Linked DNA regions of Oryctolagus cuniculus: region 1 is linked to region 2. The links are chromatin contacts, called in public Hi-C maps. All regions are on one chromosome and are shown on one strand. Each heading gives the region's core, a stretch centred on a gene start, on an enhancer-like site or on the middle of the called end of the contact. The rest is flanking DNA. Distances are from core to core; before and after follow the strand shown.

What was found. Hi-C and Micro-C count contacts between places; a contact is called where the count stands out from the background.
Region 1: a contact with region 2 is called in a Hi-C map of embryonic fibroblasts, with 3 times the contacts expected there. The contact joins two enhancer-like sites. A contact is called at or near these places in 4 of 6 Hi-C or Micro-C datasets (ear pinna, embryonic fibroblasts, psoas muscle and 1 more).

What each region holds. Positions count from the first base shown.
Region 1 is chr2:190,027,695-190,031,953 of mOryCun1.1, reverse strand. TRIB2 (tribbles pseudokinase 2) reads left to right here. Exons shown (of 3, transcript XM_002710045.5): 2 at 3,613-3,905. Among named protein-coding and RNA genes, the nearest start is that of TRIB2, 4.6 kb to the left of the region's middle. Within about 2 kb of position 1,528, at least 1 of the 8 cell types and tissues checked has an H3K27ac peak or open chromatin away from gene starts, as enhancers often do.
Region 2 is chr2:189,841,115-189,845,258 of mOryCun1.1, reverse strand. No RefSeq gene overlaps it. Among named protein-coding and RNA genes, the nearest start is that of TRIB2, 190 kb to the left of the region's middle. Within about 2 kb of position 1,813, at least 1 of the 8 cell types and tissues checked has an H3K27ac peak or open chromatin away from gene starts, as enhancers often do.

The DNA.
Region 1 (4,259 bases), core at 279-2,778, 190 kb before region 2:
CATCCTTTGAAATGAATGAATTCCACAGAGCTGCTGCCTCCAATGAAATATGCACAATCACCCAGCAGTGAGTGTTTTCACTCCTTTTGCTCAACTTCAGTGCAGCATTTTAATATTTTTCAAAGGCTGAGGATGCTTTTAAGTAGAGAGACTCTGGAGCCAGATTCTGCGCGAGCATCTTGCTGCTACTTCTTTGTTTAAAATCGGAGATGACTCTGGCCTCTGCTCTCTTTTTCTCCCGTCAGACTCTTCAAGACATATTTCACTGCGGGCTGACCTTACAGGGTCAACTGCAGACCTGCTCTCTGGCCTGAAACTGTACTTAATCTGCTGCTTTAGTTATTGCAAAGATGGAATCAGCCCCTCACCAATTACAGTGCGACTGCGAGTGGATTTAAGTGCAGTATCATTGTTGTGCTTGACAGAGGTCATCCCTTTAAGATACAGCGGTTTCTGTATTCTGCCTTTTTACCAGAGGTGACGTGAGGGACTTCTTACACAAGCACAGTTGGATATAGCCTAGGAAGCTCCCAGTGAGTCTTCTAAGACTATTCTGTGAACTACCGCTACTGAGAGAGATGCCCTGAGCTCTTGGTTGACTTCAAGGCTCAGTGAAATGGACACATGAATCAAGTTCCTTTTGATGTCTTGGACTGTAGGGTTCCTGTTTCCTAGGGCTGTGCTGACCCAACGAAAAAAAAAAAGCTTTTACAAAAACAGATCAAAAGTCAAGATGCTATTTGTTACGAAGACTGCACAGGAAATTCTCCAGGACATCATTTGGAGGGAGTCAGATTCTGGGGTCCTTTAAATAAAATAGCCAAGCCTGTCTGTTGTCTCTGTGTGCCTGCTTTGCCTAGGCAAATGAGGGAAGGAGCTTCAGGAAGCCTGTGGCTACATCCTGTTCATGAAAATGCTGGTAGTTGCTGTGCAGATTGACATCATTACCTTCTTGGCAGAATGGGCGCCCCCACCCTTGGTTTTTTTTTTTTTTTTTTTTTTTTTTAACATTATTAACAATGGCCTCATCTGACTGCCTTAGTTAAACTGTCATGTTATATAACTGACGCTCCAAATTAAACGTTTTAAAGAAGCTGGCAACCAGGTGTCTGGCTTGATTTTGCGCTTGAAGGTGATGGTTTAAATACCAGTCCGAAACCCATAAATGCCTGGTACAGCTACCAATAAAAGTTTGTCACCTTCCCATCTGGGAAAACACATGCACTTGTTTTATTTTTCATACTCTGTCCACCATCTTGGAATCTGCTCTCTTGGACAGAAGGATATGGCTACGTCTGGAAGATGCCATGGACATGTTTGATTTTTCTGTTCTGTGTCCATTCAGGTTTTTTTGGAGTGGAGCAAGGGAACATGCTAGAAGTCCTGAGGAAGAAAAAAAAAAAAAGAAAATTACCCCCCCCCCCTTTTTTTAAATGCTCCTGGAACCAGCAAGTGTTATAAATTATCTGGCTTCGATGGGTACCAGCGACAGCACCGCAGCCGGGTGCTCTGGCTACACCGCCCCGTTATATAAGGCGGCGTGTTTACATCAGCGTCTGCAAGCTCTCTCAGACTGCTGAGGCTTCCCCAGGTTTCTGCTGCCGGCAGTCCGGGTATTACTATTGACTCAGGCATTTCAGAGTCCTCCTAATTGAACAGGCCTCTGAGGTCACCGCTCTTAGGTCATCGTTTGACAGTATCAGGGTGTGATTTGTGGTCCCAGGAGATGTCGAAGCATTCATTCTTAAATTCTAGGTTATAGTGGCAGCAGCTGCGCGGCTTTCCTGAGATGCCTCATTATGGTTCATTCACAACGTGACTGTTAACTTTGCTTTCTCGGCCCGACTTAGCACCAGCCCTCTTGAGGTTCTCATTATCTGTTTGACTCACAGATTTTTTTTTTTTTTTTTTTTTTGACGCTTAGAGTACCTTAATTCATGAATAGCTAAATGGCGCCCCTGTCTCTCCGTGGGCTTCTGAGGACCCTGTGGATCCTGTTCAAATGAAAGCAGTGCTGTGCTTGCGTCTCAGAGTGGGGCATCCCCAGTGGTGAGGCGACAGAGCTGTTAACAGATGGTCCTGCGGGGTCAGGACCCAGAAAGGATAACAGTGTCCTAAATCGGCATCTGCATTTTGTGAAGGGGACCAAGGTCAGTGACCCAAAGGGCTTTATTCATCCTGTGCAGATGATGGGTGGCCCAGCCCAGATCACAGCCTCCAGGTTGGTGATTTCTGGGCCAGCGTTTTCCCCAGCACACTGGAAAATGATGATGAAGCAAATGGTGTGCTAACAAATGCACCAGCGATTTAGCTCGGTGGCTGTGAACTGCTAACATGAGGTGCATCCTTAGGGGGCTGCCGCCGTGCGGACTGTCCAGAGTCGGACGTGACACCTGCCCCTCCTCGCGCAGGCACACGGTGAATGGGTTCAACCCTGCCTGGTGCAGATGGGGACCACACCCCCAGCCCACTGGCTGCTCCTGATTCAGTGGACGGCTGGAGATGGATGAAAGTTTTTCTTTCTAACCTCAAAACCTCTCTGTAGTGCTTGTATCTGTCAGGTCTTTCAAAAGGTATTGCTGGTAGGTTTTCTGGCAACTCCACAATGAGGTGGCATTTTCACAGGCTCAGGTTGATTCATAAAAATTAGTGAATAACTGGTTCATTGAGTCAGATAACTGTGGAGGGAAGGGAAGGAGCCAGTGTGCTTTCCAATTAAGAAAGCTTTTGGGGGCAGGTGTGGACGCATTGGTTAAGTAACTAACTGCTTGGGGCGCTGGTAGCCTGTATCCTAGTGCCTGGTTCAAGTCCCAGCTACCTCACTTCCATTGCCCCTTGCTGCTAATGTGCAGCCGGGGAGGAGGCAGATGATGGCTCAAGTACTTGGGTCCCTGCCACCAACGTGAGAGACCCAGATTGAGGTTCAGGCTCCTGGGTCTGGCTTTCCGCAACCCTGCTGTTTTCAGTATTTCGGGAGTACAGCAGTGGATGGAAGACCATTCTCTTTGTGTCTGTCTGTTTCCCTTTCAAATAAAATGAAAGTAAATAAAAATAAGATGCAGTAAAACAAAGGTGGCCTGTGTCCTATCCCCAGCTCCGCCACTGGGGGCTTGAGTTTCGGCTGACTCTCTGAGCCCAGTTTCCATATCTGTAAAATAAATGTATTGAATTCAGATAACCATTATGCAGAGTCTAGCTGTTTCATCTGTTAATTGCTGATATATGACACAGTTTCTGTCTTTTTAAGGTAAATGAGATACTGCCAGAGCTACATAGAGGCAGTCGCTTTCTCCCAGGTTTTACCTTAGCTCTTCCACAAACAGGGGTGATTTGGGACTCCTGGTTTACCTTCCTCATCTCAGGCAGGTGCCCCCACACTGTGAGGCCAGGGCCAAGGGTCCATTTCTCACAGGAGGACCTGGAGGCCCGGAGAAGTCAGGTGGCCCGTTCAGTCCCACGCAGCTGCCAGGAGGCAGGGCTGCTGTGGCCTGGGTCCAAGTTTCACACACTCTGTCATCTCCAAAGCCCATGCGGGCGGGAGGCGTCGGCATTCTGTGATGTGGCGGTGCAGGCAGTGCCCTGATTCTGGTCTCCTGGTTCGTCCTGCCCTAGGTCTTTGAGATCAGCTGCTACCAGGAGTCCCTGGCCCCGTGCTTTTGCCTGTCTGCCCACAGCAACATCAATCAAATCACCGAAATTATCCTGGGCGAGACCAAAGCCTATGTGTTCTTTGAGCGAAGCTATGGGGACATGCACTCCTTCGTCCGCACCTGCAAGAAGCTGAGGGAGGAGGAGGCGGCCAGACTGTTCTACCAGATCGCCTCGGCCGTGGCGCACTGTCACGACGGAGGGCTGGTGCTGCGCGACCTCAAGCTGCGGAAGTTCATCTTTAAGGATGAAGAGAGGTAAGGCTGCTCCCCTCCCAGTCCCAGGACCCTGGCCGGCTGTTTCCCCGGGCTGCCTTGAAAGGCTGCAATGAACAGCCCTGCTGCCTGTTGTCCAGGCCAGCAGAACAAAGCTCCGGAGGACAAAGAGATGCAAATATTGCCATTCTTGAGTGCCCTTGGAAAACAAACAGCCTACTCTGAAGGCGGCATCAGACATTTAAGGGGGATGTTCTGTGGTCCCCTGAATATGTTTGCAGAGGTCTGAAGGAGCCTGCAAGCCTGTGTGACATTTTCAGCGTCAACAAAGGCGGGATTTTGAAAATTCTGCACTCAGAACAGGCAGTGCCTGGAGTCAGTAGGTTGTAATTGATT
Region 2 (4,144 bases), core at 564-3,063:
TTAGTTTTTTAAAACTATTTTAAATAGTTCCATAGATTTTAATTATAATAACCTTTGGGCTATTTAATTATATACCCGAATTTGGACATTCACAATGTTTTCCACCTTTTATTGTTATAAACACCCTAAAGTTGATTACCCAGATGTAAAGGGCTTTCTTCTATGTTTTGGGTAGTTTCCTTGAATTAATCCCCCAAAAGAAAATAGGTAATTTTTAATTATTAGTAATTTTCAGCATTTTAACATACTTCCAGACTCTACAGAAAGAACCTGGATATATTCTAAGTATGTAAGCTTCTCTTCCTCGTCATCATGTTTAATAATGAAAGCAAAATGTGCTGAATTGCTAACGGCTCTTTTCCATGAGGGCACACTGCTCACAGCAGTTACAGCATTTCAAAAGCTGTAGTCTATGCAAATATTGACATGAACATTTGGACCTGCCTCTCACTGAGAAGCAGGCACGTGGGAGATGATACGGATGCTTTCAGTCCTTACCCTCCAGAAAGCAAAGCTGTTCACAAAGACAGGACCTCCTGGAAAGCTGTGTCCACTCGGCCTGAGGAAGACCACCTAGTGGTTCTGGACTCACTATCCATGCAATGAGCTGAGATGTGGACCTAGCCGGGGGTGCTATATAAGTGGAAATGCTCACAGAGAAGTTGTATGGGAGTTTTTCTTTTTTTCTTATAAACTGCATTTATTTACTTCATTCTTGGGCCTTTTCATCATTTTATGTTAGATATTTCAAAGAGTGAGAAAAAAAGGTGACAGAAGGAACAGGTTAAAAAAAAAAAAGCTAAGTGACCTTTCAGATCAGGGACTGTCCTGCAAAGGTACAATGATCTGGGAGACAAAGCTAAGGTCCAAGACCATGTAAGGCCCGGCCTGTCAATCTCAGACTTGAACTCTGCTCTCTGGTCACTTCGCATACCAGCACTGGTCTCTGTTTCTGCAGCTCTCCTCCCTGGTCTTCTCCCTCACCATGTGCTGCACGTGTGGGCTGCACTCTCCGTGGACCACAAGGGAACTGTGATCCTCACGTGACAACATAAGTAATCCCCAAAGGAGTGCTGGACCTTTGCCTTGAAGAAAAGAACGGTGTGCTACAAGAAAGAGGCAGTTGGAAAATATTTGAACAAATTCACAGATTTTTTTTTTGAGAGTCAGAGGCTGGGCTATGTCTGTGTTTTCCTATGGACAAAAGTGAATCAACATCACTATTGAGCCTTCTGATGGAAAAGGCTTGCTGGTATGAAATAGGAGCCTCAGGAGACAGGTGTCAGTGGATAATGTAACTTACTAGAAATGAATGAGATGTTTTGTGACTACCTAAGTGGAAGGAGGTCAATTCAACCCATTATACATTCTAATTCTATGATGCAGTAGGAAGTAGGGACCTACTGCATTTTAACTGCTACCAACGCAGGATAGGTCTGGAAATCAGCAACGTGACCCACAATGACTGCTAATTCAGGTGGACTTTCTAAATGAGCCGAAAAGATTCTTCTGAAAAGACCTCCAAAAAGGGAACACATCCCCGATATTGGAGTCTGCTTTGCTGTCCTCTCTGGACTCAGTGAAAGGAATTCATGCAGGGTAAGTATGTTTAGCTCTTGGGCCTGTTCCCAGGTTGTGAGACGTTTAGCAAAAATCCAGAGTTATTATTAGACCTAAATGGATGATTTTGTCAAAAGGCCTCTTGAACTGTTAGGAAATCAGAGTGCAAATTGATAATGACACACAAAGCATCTCTGGCCTGGCAGTTCCCTGAAGGCTGCTGAGATACCCCAGAAAGGACTTCATGGCCTCACGCCAACAGCATGTTGCTCAACACTTGTCCTCTCCTAAGTTAGCTTGACAACGGCATTCTTCCCCTCCTTGCAAGAAGCAGAAGGAGACGGATTAAAGAGGATGTTTGAGCTGAGACTATTAATTTCCTTGCAGTGTGTATTCAAGTCAGATCCCTTTAGAAGAGCCTTTTGTGGTTTCATAAAATTACAACTTTGGCTCCTCGGCTGCCTTTTCCAAGGCACAAATTTGGCTTCTAAAGAAAACGTACTTCATAGAAAGGGAAGAAATGAGTATGTAGTTATCTTAAATATATTCATTTTATATAATAGTTCTGTTATGCAAAGAAACAATTACGGTATTAACTACTTATTAATAAAAAGAAATCATAAAACCTCGTCTTAATACAACTTATAAGGCTTCTTTGATATTTATTTGGAAAAAAGTTAATAGAATAGATTTTCCCCCAGCAATTTACGAGTGCTTAAAATGCGTTTTTAAGTTGTCAGGCTTAAAAGTAAATGTCCCTCCCTTTTCTAAGATTATTGCAATGCCTTTTACATTTTTCAGAGGCTAGGTTGAGACACTGAGCCACTTGTGAAGTTCAGATGTCTTCCAGGGAAATAGGAGAGTGGGTTGCTCCACCTCCTTGTCTTACACTCCTGACCTCTTCACAGGTGCTTTTTTGTTATGAGCATGGGATTGTGGCTCACTAGATGAGACAAGGTTATTTGAACTTCTTTGTAGGTCCTACTTCTGCTAACACAGTACCTCACACGAGGCAGGAAGTCCCTTGTATTGAACAAATCCTTAAACATAAAGCTTAGAAAAGGAGAGAGTCCTACTTTTTCTGCTTGGTGGAACCGCCAGACCTTTGGTTAAGGTGTGCTGGCAGAAAACTAAGCACAGTTTCACTTTCAATATGAAAAGACATCCGGGGTTTCTGCTGTCACATCAAATGTTTGGGGATGGACTTCCGACCGACATGGTGGGCACTGTGAGATGTTACCGGGGAGCTAAGTAGCAGCCCACAAACTTCAGTGCTAGTCTACTGCTGTGTGCCCATTTTAATGCACTGGGTTTTCTTGCCCCTTGCTGAGATCAATGATTTTCAATGTGGCTGTGTCTCAGAACCACTGATGAAGACTTTTAAAATACACACCTCCAGGTCTCACCTTTGATTCATTAATTCAGGATTCTCTAATGAGTGTGGCCCAGTTCTGCATTTAAAAAATATTCTCAAGGCAATGCCCAAGGGAAGCCGAGCTGCAACCACTGCTCTGTATCTGCTATTCTCTGATTTGCACGTGCTTTATGTGCTGTGGGAACCTGTGGACATGCAACTTTTGATGCAGCTGGTCTGCAGTGAGGCTGCTGTGCTTCTGTATCTGTAACAAGTTTTCCGGGCATGTGCCTTGTCACTGTTGTACCTGGGACCAGGAGGATCTGTCCTGAGAGGCCCCACCTGAGGCCCAGAGACTCTGGTCCTGCATCTTGGAGATTCCTAGGTAATCTGTAGCACATGAAAGTTTGACAATTACTCTCCCAGATGATCCATAACAACACCCTTGGCTGCAGCACACAGGGCCCTCCAGGTGTGGTCTCTCCCAGTGTCCCTGTGCTCCCCTCACTTGACTATTGGGATTCCTTGCAACTGCACATATGAGTCGTGCTTTGCCTGACTTTGTGCCTTTGCATCATGGGATATGTCATTCCCTCTGTCCTAAAGAGAGGTACCTCTTTTACATGCGACTTGTCCTTCAAGATTTAGCATTAAGTTCTCTGAAGAAGCTGCATGGAACTGTTTGCAACCACCTTACACCTCTGAGCTGGGCAGTTCTCTGTGTACCTCCCTTAACACTTACCATATTCAATAGAATTACTGACAAATATGCTTTATTCTTCCTTTTGACTATAAATTTTTCAGAATGTCAAGCAGTGTCTTATTTAGTTTTTTTTTCTTTCTTTTGTTTTTATTTTTTTGAAACATCATGTGACAGAGGAGGATGAAGAGATAGGGAGAAAGATATTCCATCTGCTGGTTCACTCCCTAAACAGCTGCAACATCCGTGGCTGTGCCAGGCTGAAGCCAAGATCCTGGAACTTCTTCTGGTTCTCCCACAGAAGTGCAGGGGCCCAAGCCCTTGGGCCATCTTCCTCTGCTTTCCTAGGCACATTAGCAGGGAGTTGGATTGGAAGTGGAACAACCAAGTCTCCAACTGGCACCTATATGAACTGCCAGCTTTGCAGGTGGTAGATTAATCCCCCCATACCACCATGCTGGCCATACATTTTTTCTTACCACTTATCATGGTTCCTGGCACAGAGTCTATACTTTGACTTCTCAAAGAAG